Regions from separate parts of the Oryctolagus cuniculus genome. Here region 1 is linked to region 2. The links are chromatin contacts, called in public Micro-C maps. All regions are on one chromosome and are shown on one strand. The core of a region is the stretch at or near the end of the contact, and the rest is flanking DNA. Distances in the headings are between cores, read along the strand shown. Region 1 overlaps LOC100351413 (INO80 complex subunit C). Region 2 holds the start of GALNT1 (polypeptide N-acetylgalactosaminyltransferase 1).

Evidence for each region. Hi-C and Micro-C count contacts between places; a contact is called where the count stands out from the background.
Region 1: a contact with region 2 is called in a Micro-C map of ear pinna, with 2.5 times the contacts expected there. The contact joins the enhancer-like site here to the promoter of GALNT1 in region 2. A contact is called at or near these places in 3 of 6 Hi-C or Micro-C datasets (ear pinna, psoas muscle and an unstated tissue).

What each region holds. Positions count from the first base shown.
Region 1 is chr10:42,218,490-42,222,574 of mOryCun1.1, forward strand. It overlaps LOC100351413 (INO80 complex subunit C), which reads left to right. Exons shown (of 9, transcript XM_070050282.1): 5 at 2,442-2,580. Among named protein-coding and RNA genes, the nearest start is that of ZNF24, 31 kb to the right of the region's middle. Within about 2 kb of position 2,397, at least 3 of the 8 cell types and tissues checked have an H3K27ac peak or open chromatin away from gene starts, as enhancers often do. A contact at or near this core is called in ear pinna, where this site is marked.
Region 2 is chr10:42,053,218-42,057,558 of mOryCun1.1, forward strand. GALNT1 (polypeptide N-acetylgalactosaminyltransferase 1) reads right to left here and starts at 2,895. Exons shown (of 12, transcript XM_051851988.2): 1 at 2,684-2,895.

The sequences.
Region 1 (4,085 bases), core at 1,147-3,646, 160 kb after region 2:
ATCTGGAGGCTTTTCGAGGGTAGGGCTGGCCCCTGCAGGCATCCAGCAAAGCACGCCATGGCCCTGGGTGCTGGGAGAGTATTTGGAAAGTGAGGGGGTGGAGGAGTGAGTTTCTGCAGGCGGGCAGGGGTCCCTGCGAAGGGATAGCACTGGCAGGACTGTGGCCACTCACGCCAACGTCAGCGTGTGTGTGTGTGTGTGTGTGTGAGAGAGAGAGAGAGAGAGAGAGAGAGTGCACTGGGCTGTTACCCTGCAGCATTGCAGTCACCCAACTCTCCTGCTAATCTATTTCTCCTCCCTTGGAGCTGAGCTTCCTGGCAGCTTCGTTCCTCCTCGGGTGCTTTTGAGAGGTTGTTTTTGTTTGTTTGTTTGTTTTTTGGCATCCCCCAGTCTCTGGAGTTCTTTCCAGGTGGTCCCTCCAGACATCATCCTCGCAGCCCTTGGTGTCTCATAGAGCTTCCTGCACTTTCCCAGATAGAATATAAAAATGCTGACTTTCTCACTGAAGTGACCCAAGCCTGGTCCTTGGGCAAGGAATCTTCCCACACTCCTGTTGCCCACGCCGACGGCCACCCAGAGGGCGTCTGCTTCCTCCCTCCACATCACAGCTGGGGCCAGTACCCAGCAACTTTCTTGGAAATCCCTGCTCCTCCGCAGCCTTTTCTGAGTCTGTGGAGCCGCCTCTCGAGAATCGCAGCTCAGTTGCAGAAGGCCTCCTTTGTCAGGCAGTCCGGAGCACTGCCGGAGAATGAGCCCCTGCCCAGCGCTCTGCCAAAATCAAGCCAAGCGCGCGCCACTTGATTCTCCAGCCCGAGGGGATGCACGAGGAAGTGGACTGCTTCACGGCTGCCAATTTTCCAAAGCAGGAAGACAGCAAAACGCTAGAAGACAGAAAAGTCCTAGAGGGGAATGAGCAAGCTGATCAACTTAATGCATCGGTGAAGGGTTGGCCCTCCCCTCGGGCCCAGAAAGGCTGCTCCCTAGATTTTGCTTCAGAATACAAATGACCGCATCTGTGTACACCAGGTGGCTTGTCACAGCAACCAGTGTGCTGACCTCCAGTCCATATTAATACCTTGAAAGCCACCTTGAGCAGAGGTGGTAAGGAGGCCTCTGGCTTGGCAGGTGTACCCCGTGTGTCTGGGCCTGACAGTCTGGGTGGTAAGGCCTCCGTGCCCATCAGTCGGCTCAGTCTGGGGGATTTGGGGGAAAGGACTGTTTACTGAGGTATTTCTGCGGCTGGGCTGAGGCTGGCAGTGCCAGAGGAGACACAAAGAGAGGAGGAAGCCCTCTCCCAGAATAAAGAATTATTCTTCCCAATAACCCTGGTCTGGCTGTGGCTGCATACTCCGTCTCTTCTTTCCTGACAGCTGCCACCCTGGGCTGGGACGGGAATGTGTTCAGGAGAGGAAAAGAGGCCTGGGGACCAGGAAGCTCCAGGGAAGAGACAGCTGAGACCAGGAGAGAGGTTGAGTAGAAGAGCTTAGGGTTCCTGGGCCCGAGCAGCCTGGGCCTTGTGTTTAAGAACAAGCCCCAGATAAGGGAGAGAAGCCTGAAAGAAAACACCAATTGCTAAAAGGGAAGGGGGCAAGGAGAAGCCTGGGGGGTGGGGTGGGGGGGAGGTGGTCACAGGGTGGGAGGGAACAGAGCAGGCTGCAAGGGAGGAGAGAGGCAGAACAGAAAGTGGTAAAGTGGGAGGTGAATTCAAAAGGGATCTTCCGGAAATTAAAGAAGATTGAAGAGAACTCAGAATCTGCCCAGTGTTTGGGGGGGCAGAGCCTTGGCTCTTTACCACTCCCCCCCAACAGATCTAGTGTGCTACTTCCTGTATTCCCATAATCCTCCTGGGTCACTGGTGTGGTTTGATTGACTGATTTCCCCGTGTGTGGTCTATGCCCCCTGCCTCATGCAGATGCGTCATGGCTCTTGCTGCCAGGTGCATATCCCCTCTCGAGTCTCCCCTCCCCACTCCAACCTCTCCCAGGGACACCCCCAACTCATTATGTGCCCAGGACTCCTTGAACCCCTAGGATGGCCTCCAAAGGTGGCCCCACAAGCTTGTGGGGGGTTTAGTTGTGTCTTTCACCTGGACACCCCTGTGTGGTGCCCTGGCCCTCAAAGAAGGCTGTTTATGTCGGGCAGAAAGGGTGGGATGTGTTGCCTTAGTGGTCATAAAGGCGACAGCCAGCACTCCTCTAACAACAGGTTAACAAGGGAAGAGCTTCACAAGTTCTCTGTGAAACGGGAGCCTTCAGAAACGAAGACCCAAAGACCTAGGGAAACTACTTTATGCTTAGAGTCAGTGATGAATGGACGGCCAGGTCACATGTGATTAGACAGAAGGGTATGACCCATGAACAGGCTGAGGGGAGGGAAGGGCCGGCCAGGCCTGTCTGTCCAGATTCTTCTTGCCCTCTCTGTGTAACATTCCTCTCTTCCAGGTGTGGGCCAGGATCCCTCTGGAATGGGCATCTTCGAGAGACGTCGCAGAAGGGAGAGAGGACTTTCCTGGGCTTGCGGGAGGAAAAGGGGTTCTGGTTCCCGTGGTCTGGTGTCTGCAGCAGAGTGGGCGAGAGTCAGGTAAACACTTTGCTTCTGAGGGCTTCCATTATCCTTTAGTTCAAAGTCCTCAGCGTGTCAGTGTCACTTTGTGGGGTAACGCTTTTTGAGCCCAACACTTAGGTGTTGACAGTTTGTCATCTCTCCCAAAACGAAAGTGAGGGGTAGTCTGCAGGAAGCCAGTGCTGAAAAATCAAGTTGACAATCCCGTTCCCTTTGCGCCCTCTTCTGGAGAACAGGAGAAAGAGCAGCACTGCCCGTGTTTTGCTACCTTGGAGGATGAGTGAGATTTAGCTTTGTCCTTGCCGCCTCCTCCTCTAAATATCCTTATAATGACCATATTATGCTTTGTAAATATTTCTCACAAATGGCCCAGGCCATTTTTATAATTATATTTTCTTTCTGGTAATATCCTTCTGTGGTTTTGCTCCTGGGAAATCATGACATTGTCTGATTTTTTGCTTAGGCTTCTAGGTACTTACCAAAATTACTGCCTACATTCTCTGCTGAAGATGTAAGGCCCTCTGACTATTGTTAAACAAATCTAAATTCTCAAACAATTACAATTTTAAATATTATTGAAGCTGTTCTTGGTGCTACTGGTCAAATTGAGACTGTGCACCTTCCCATTTACGACATAGCTGTCATCCTGGGAACACACACTTGCTTGCCTTTCATTCTTTTAGTGAACAGATGTTCTGAATTTTAATGTCAGATTTATCAGGCTGTCTATTTGTGGTTAAAAGTGTTAATATCCTATTCTAAACATGTCCCCTCTTCCAATATTCTGAAGATACTGACCTACATTTTATTCCTTACTTTTTTAAAAAAAGGTTTGAAAGACAGAATGACACAGAGTGATATCTTCCATCGGATGGTTCACTCCCCACAAATGGCCACAGTAGCCTGGGGTAGGTCAGGCTGAAGCCAGGAGCCATGAACTCCATCTGGGTCTCCCACGTGACTGATTGGCCATCTTCTGCTGCCTTCCCAGGCATATTTGTAGGAGGCTGGATTGGAAGCGGAGCAGCCAGAACTCCACTAGCTCTCTGATATAGGATGCCAGCATTGCAAGTGGTGGCTTAACCCCCTATGCCACAACACCGGCCTAGAAATCCTTAATTGTTTTGCTTTTCATAATTAGGTCTATGATGTATATGGAAATTACTTTTGTGTATGGTGTGGGGGGCAGGGGTCAAATTTTATTTATTTATTTTTTATATATGGATACTTAATTGATCTAGCATCATTTGTTGAAAAGACCATCTTCCCATCTTCTACCATTCTGCAGCGCTAATTGTGTCACATTTCAAGAATCCAGGTTTCTGTGAATCTATCCCTGGAGCTGTAATCTCTTTCATTGATTGATCTGCTTACTTATCTTTACATTGATACCACACTATTTTAGTTAAGCAACTTTTAGATTTATTTATTTTTTGGTATTTATTTGAGAGGCAGAGTTACAGAGAGGGAGAGATCTTCCATCTGCTGGCTCACTCCCCAAATGGCCAGCTGAAGCCAGGAGC
Region 2 (4,341 bases), core at 1,645-4,144:
GATTCAAATGTCTTAATATTTTATATTATTAAAAAGAGAAGTATGGCATGGAAGTGAGCCAGAAGCAAAACTCCAGCCAAGGTGAGGCTTCCATGAAAAGGCTACAGAAAGATCTCTCTTCATTTTGACTTGGGTCCCATGCTCTCACCTGATGCCATGAGAACTACCTCCCTTGTGATTCCTTGGAATTAACAAATTGTGACTATCCTAGTTTTCTCCTTATTTCACTCAACAAGCATTTATTAAGTGCCTAATGCTTTCCAGACACATAAAGTCTCCAGGGATACATAGCTGGAAAAGGAAGCCACAATCTCTGGTCTCATAAAGTTTAAATTCCATGGAGGAAGCCAGGCATTTAACAAGTATTTGCATAACTTTAGAGTGCTCCCAAGAGTCCTGCAGCCTGCTGCTTAAAAGAAGTTCCAAACTAACCATCATTACATTGAGTTATCACAAACATCTGAATAAACGTGTCTCCATTTTAAAGTGCACACAAACAACAAGGAATCTGGACATAGTAGTATTAATTCAGTTGGTGCGGGGTGGGGCCTGAGATTCTGAAGTTCTTCCAGACGCCCAGGTGATGAGGATATTGCTGGTCCATGAACCACACCTGGAACAGCAAGGCTCTGATGTACCACGGAAACGTCCTCAAACTAACATGTAACATGCAAACTCCATGAAGGCAAAGATATTTTGTCTCTTTTCCGCATCACAGTTCATCCAGGACTGAAAATTGTGCCTTATTGACAGAACATTCAAAGGTTATCTAACGGATAAATGGACGTATGGCACAGATCACCTCTGTTCAACTGTAACCACTCAACGTATTTGGCTGCTGAACACTTAGAACTGCGGCTGGTGTGACTGAAGAGTTGATTTTTTAAAATTTAATTTAAATAGCCACATGTGGTTTGCGGTTACCACACTGGTCAGTCCCGGGGTAGACAGAGATGTGAGGTAAAGGGCACTAGACTAACAGGGTCCACGGCGGAATCCCAATTGGGCCGCTTAGCCAGTGATCTAGAAAGTTAGAACTTCTCAGGGCAACTTCTTCATCTGTGAAATGAGGACGAGACCTCCTAGCTCCCAGGGTTCTGGACAGGATTATATAGCAGTGTGCTACACACAAGGTATGATTAAGGTGACATTCTCTGCCCGCCAGCAACAGTTCACAATCACAAAAGCTACTCTATTGCCCACACTTGCAAAAAAATAATAATAATAACCGAGTTTGGTTTAAGGGTTGGTTGCTCAGTGAGAATTAGGCCAAGGTCATAAACTGGAGGGGAAGGGGGACAGGACCCTCACTTAGAAAGGTAGCCAGGTGAGACAGGCAATGACGATGCAAATGGTCACAATTTGAATATTTAAGTAGGAGTCTAGGGTGAGGAAATGACATTTTCATTCATTCATTCTTCCAGGTAGGGCTGCCACAGGATCTCAAGTCCGCTACTTCCCAGCCACACACCTTTGCTCATTCAGGGCCGGGTCCCCGTCGGGGGCAGCGCCCGGGAAGCCCCCTCCCTCGGCAGCCGGCGAGTCCTCCCCTCCCCCGGCGCGCCGACCGCCGAGGGTCGGGCTGGCACCGCGGCTCCAAGTACCACACACGGCCGAACCAAGAAGCCATATTTAGCGATATTTTTGTCAATAAAACAAACTTCCGTCTTCTAAAGAAAAACGGTTCTAACTCAATGTCAAACTAGGACGGAAACTCGCTGCTCGCCGCAGCTGCCAACCACAGACGCCGCGTGTCCAGCGGCCCCGGAGTCCCCGACCCGGACCCCGCGCCGAGCGCGCTCGCGCCCCGGCCCCCGGCAGCGCCGGCCACAAAGGGACCGGGGACGCGGACGCGGTCGGGCCTCCTTCGCCTTCGCCGCCTCCACCTCCTCCTCCGGCCCCGCGCAAGCCGCGGCTCCGGGACGGCCCGGGAGCAGGCGGACACTCACCTCGCTTCGCGCGCGGCTGCGGCGGCGGCGGCGGCAGCGGCGGCGGCGGCGAGCGCTCCTCGGGGCCGGCCCGGGCGGTCGCGGCGCGGTCCCGCGGGCCGCAGCGCGGGCGCTACTCTCGGGCCGCCGTCCGCCGCGCCGCCTCCTCGGCCACTGCCGGCGGCTCCCCCGGCGGGCGGGCGGGCCCGCCGCGGGCCCCGCCTCCGCCGCGCCCGCTCCCGCCTCCGCGCCGGGCCTCGCGGGCTCGGCGCGCTAGTCTGGGCCGCCCGGCATGCCGCCGCCGCCGCTGCCGCTAGCTCTGGGCCGCCTCAGCGCGGCGTGCCGGGGCCACAGGGCCGCCCCGCAGGCCGCTCAGGCGCGGTCCACACAGCGCGCCGCGTGCTCGGCGCGGCGGCCCGTGCGGCTGCGCTGGGGAGGCTGCTCGGGCACGGCGGGGGCGCCGCGCGCTCACCCGGATGCGCCGGCCCCCTCCCCTGCGGCGAGCCCACCTCGGGGCCGCCGCGCTTCCCTCCGGGCCTGGGAGGTTCTGGCGTCTCGGCGTGGCTGCCGCCCGCAGCCCGACCCTCAGGTGGCTGGGGCTGCGTGGGGTTCGTCCCGGCCGAGCGGTCTCTCTCCCCGCCCCCCCTTTGAACCTGCGTACGGACAAAAGATGCTGCCGCAGCAAGTAAAAATAAAACTCGGGCCGTTTCACGTCGAGCAGGTCACGGGGTGGGAGGAAACAGAGGTGCCCTCACCGCTCCACGGAGGGTTGCAGCCGGAGGGCTGTCGGCGGATCCGCGTCCCGCCCTGCGGAGCCCTGCGCCGGGCGACCCGGGGTGGGCGGTGAGAGGAGAGGCCACCGCCGGGCCTCGGGGGACTGGAATCGCCGGGATCCCTGCAGAACGGGGACTGCTTCGAAAAGTGTACTCGGCTCTGCACCCCGTGGGGCGTCTTCCAGGGCGCCCCCTTTGGGACGCACCCCTCCTTAGTACCAATTCCAGTACCCAGCCATCGCCTGCCCTGAAGACCAAACGCTGCTTCTTCACTCGCTCCTGGCACAGCCAACCGTGGTTTTAGTAATTGGATTTCTACTTGTTAAGAGATTTGTATCTTAGGCCTTGCCAGCCAATAACAAATACTAAGAGATTTCTATTATTTAAATGGACCCATTGAAAAGTTTTAAATATGGTCATGTAACCCAAAAAAAAAATTGGCAAAATTTAGCAGGAGATTTTTCTGGAATTTTAATATTCTATTTTGTGTTTATCTACATCTTCCAAGTAGTATTCTAAAATGAAAGTTAAAAGGCAGAATTTTTTTAAAAGTACTTGTTTTTTGAAACACAGTCTGTTATGACTAGCCTGGTAATGTTCCACAAGAAAAATTCTCTTTGAAATAAAGATGTGATCTTCAGAAAGCCTGTGTCCAAAAATATACTTGGGAGGAAAGATTTGCAAATCATATATAGGAATATATGTATATAAAGAATTTATATGTGTATAAAGAATTCCTACTACTGAATGCGAAGACTAATAATCCAATAGAAATGAGGAAAAGGACATTTTACCAAAGAACTTATTTAAATGATCAATATTTACATAAAAAGATATTCAACATTAGTCACTAGGGAAATGCAAATTAAAAACAACCATGGGAAAGCTCTTCACGCCCACTGCAAGGGCTGTGTTAAAAAAGACAATAAGTGTTGGTGAAGAGATGAGAAATTAGAACCCTCATACACTGTGACAATGTAAAATGGTGAAGCCACTTAAGAAAATTTGTCAGATTATTTAAAAACTATACACAAAAGTCCCATATGACCCAACAATTGCACATCTAGATATAGACCCCAGAGAGTTGAAAATACATTCACAAAACAACTTGCACATACATTTTCTAAGAGTCACAAAGTGGAAACAATTCAAATGTCTAGGAACTGCGGAGTAGATAAACAAAATGTGTATTTATGCAGTAGACTACTATTCACCAAAAAGGAGCAAAGTCTTTGTAGATGGTGCAACAGAGAGGAACCTCACATACAGAAAGCTGAGGCGGGCACTGCTGCGCTGACATCCCATATGAGTGCTGGTTCCACTCCCAACTGCTCTTCTGATCCAGCTCCCTGTTAATGTGCCTGGGAAAGCAATGGAAGATGGCTCAAGTGCTTGGGCCCCTGCCATCCACGCGGAGGCTCCTGTGGCCATTTGAGGAGTGAACCAGCAGATGGAAGCACTCCTGCCCTGTGTGTGTGTGTCCCTCTCTGTAGCTGCCTTTCAAATAAATAAATGAATCTCAAAACAAATACTTGTAAGCTAAGGGAAGAAGCCAGATTCCAAAGAGCATGAATTGTATGATTCCGTTTATATGAAATGTCTGGAAAAAGGCAACTCTATACAGACTATCAGTTACAGAG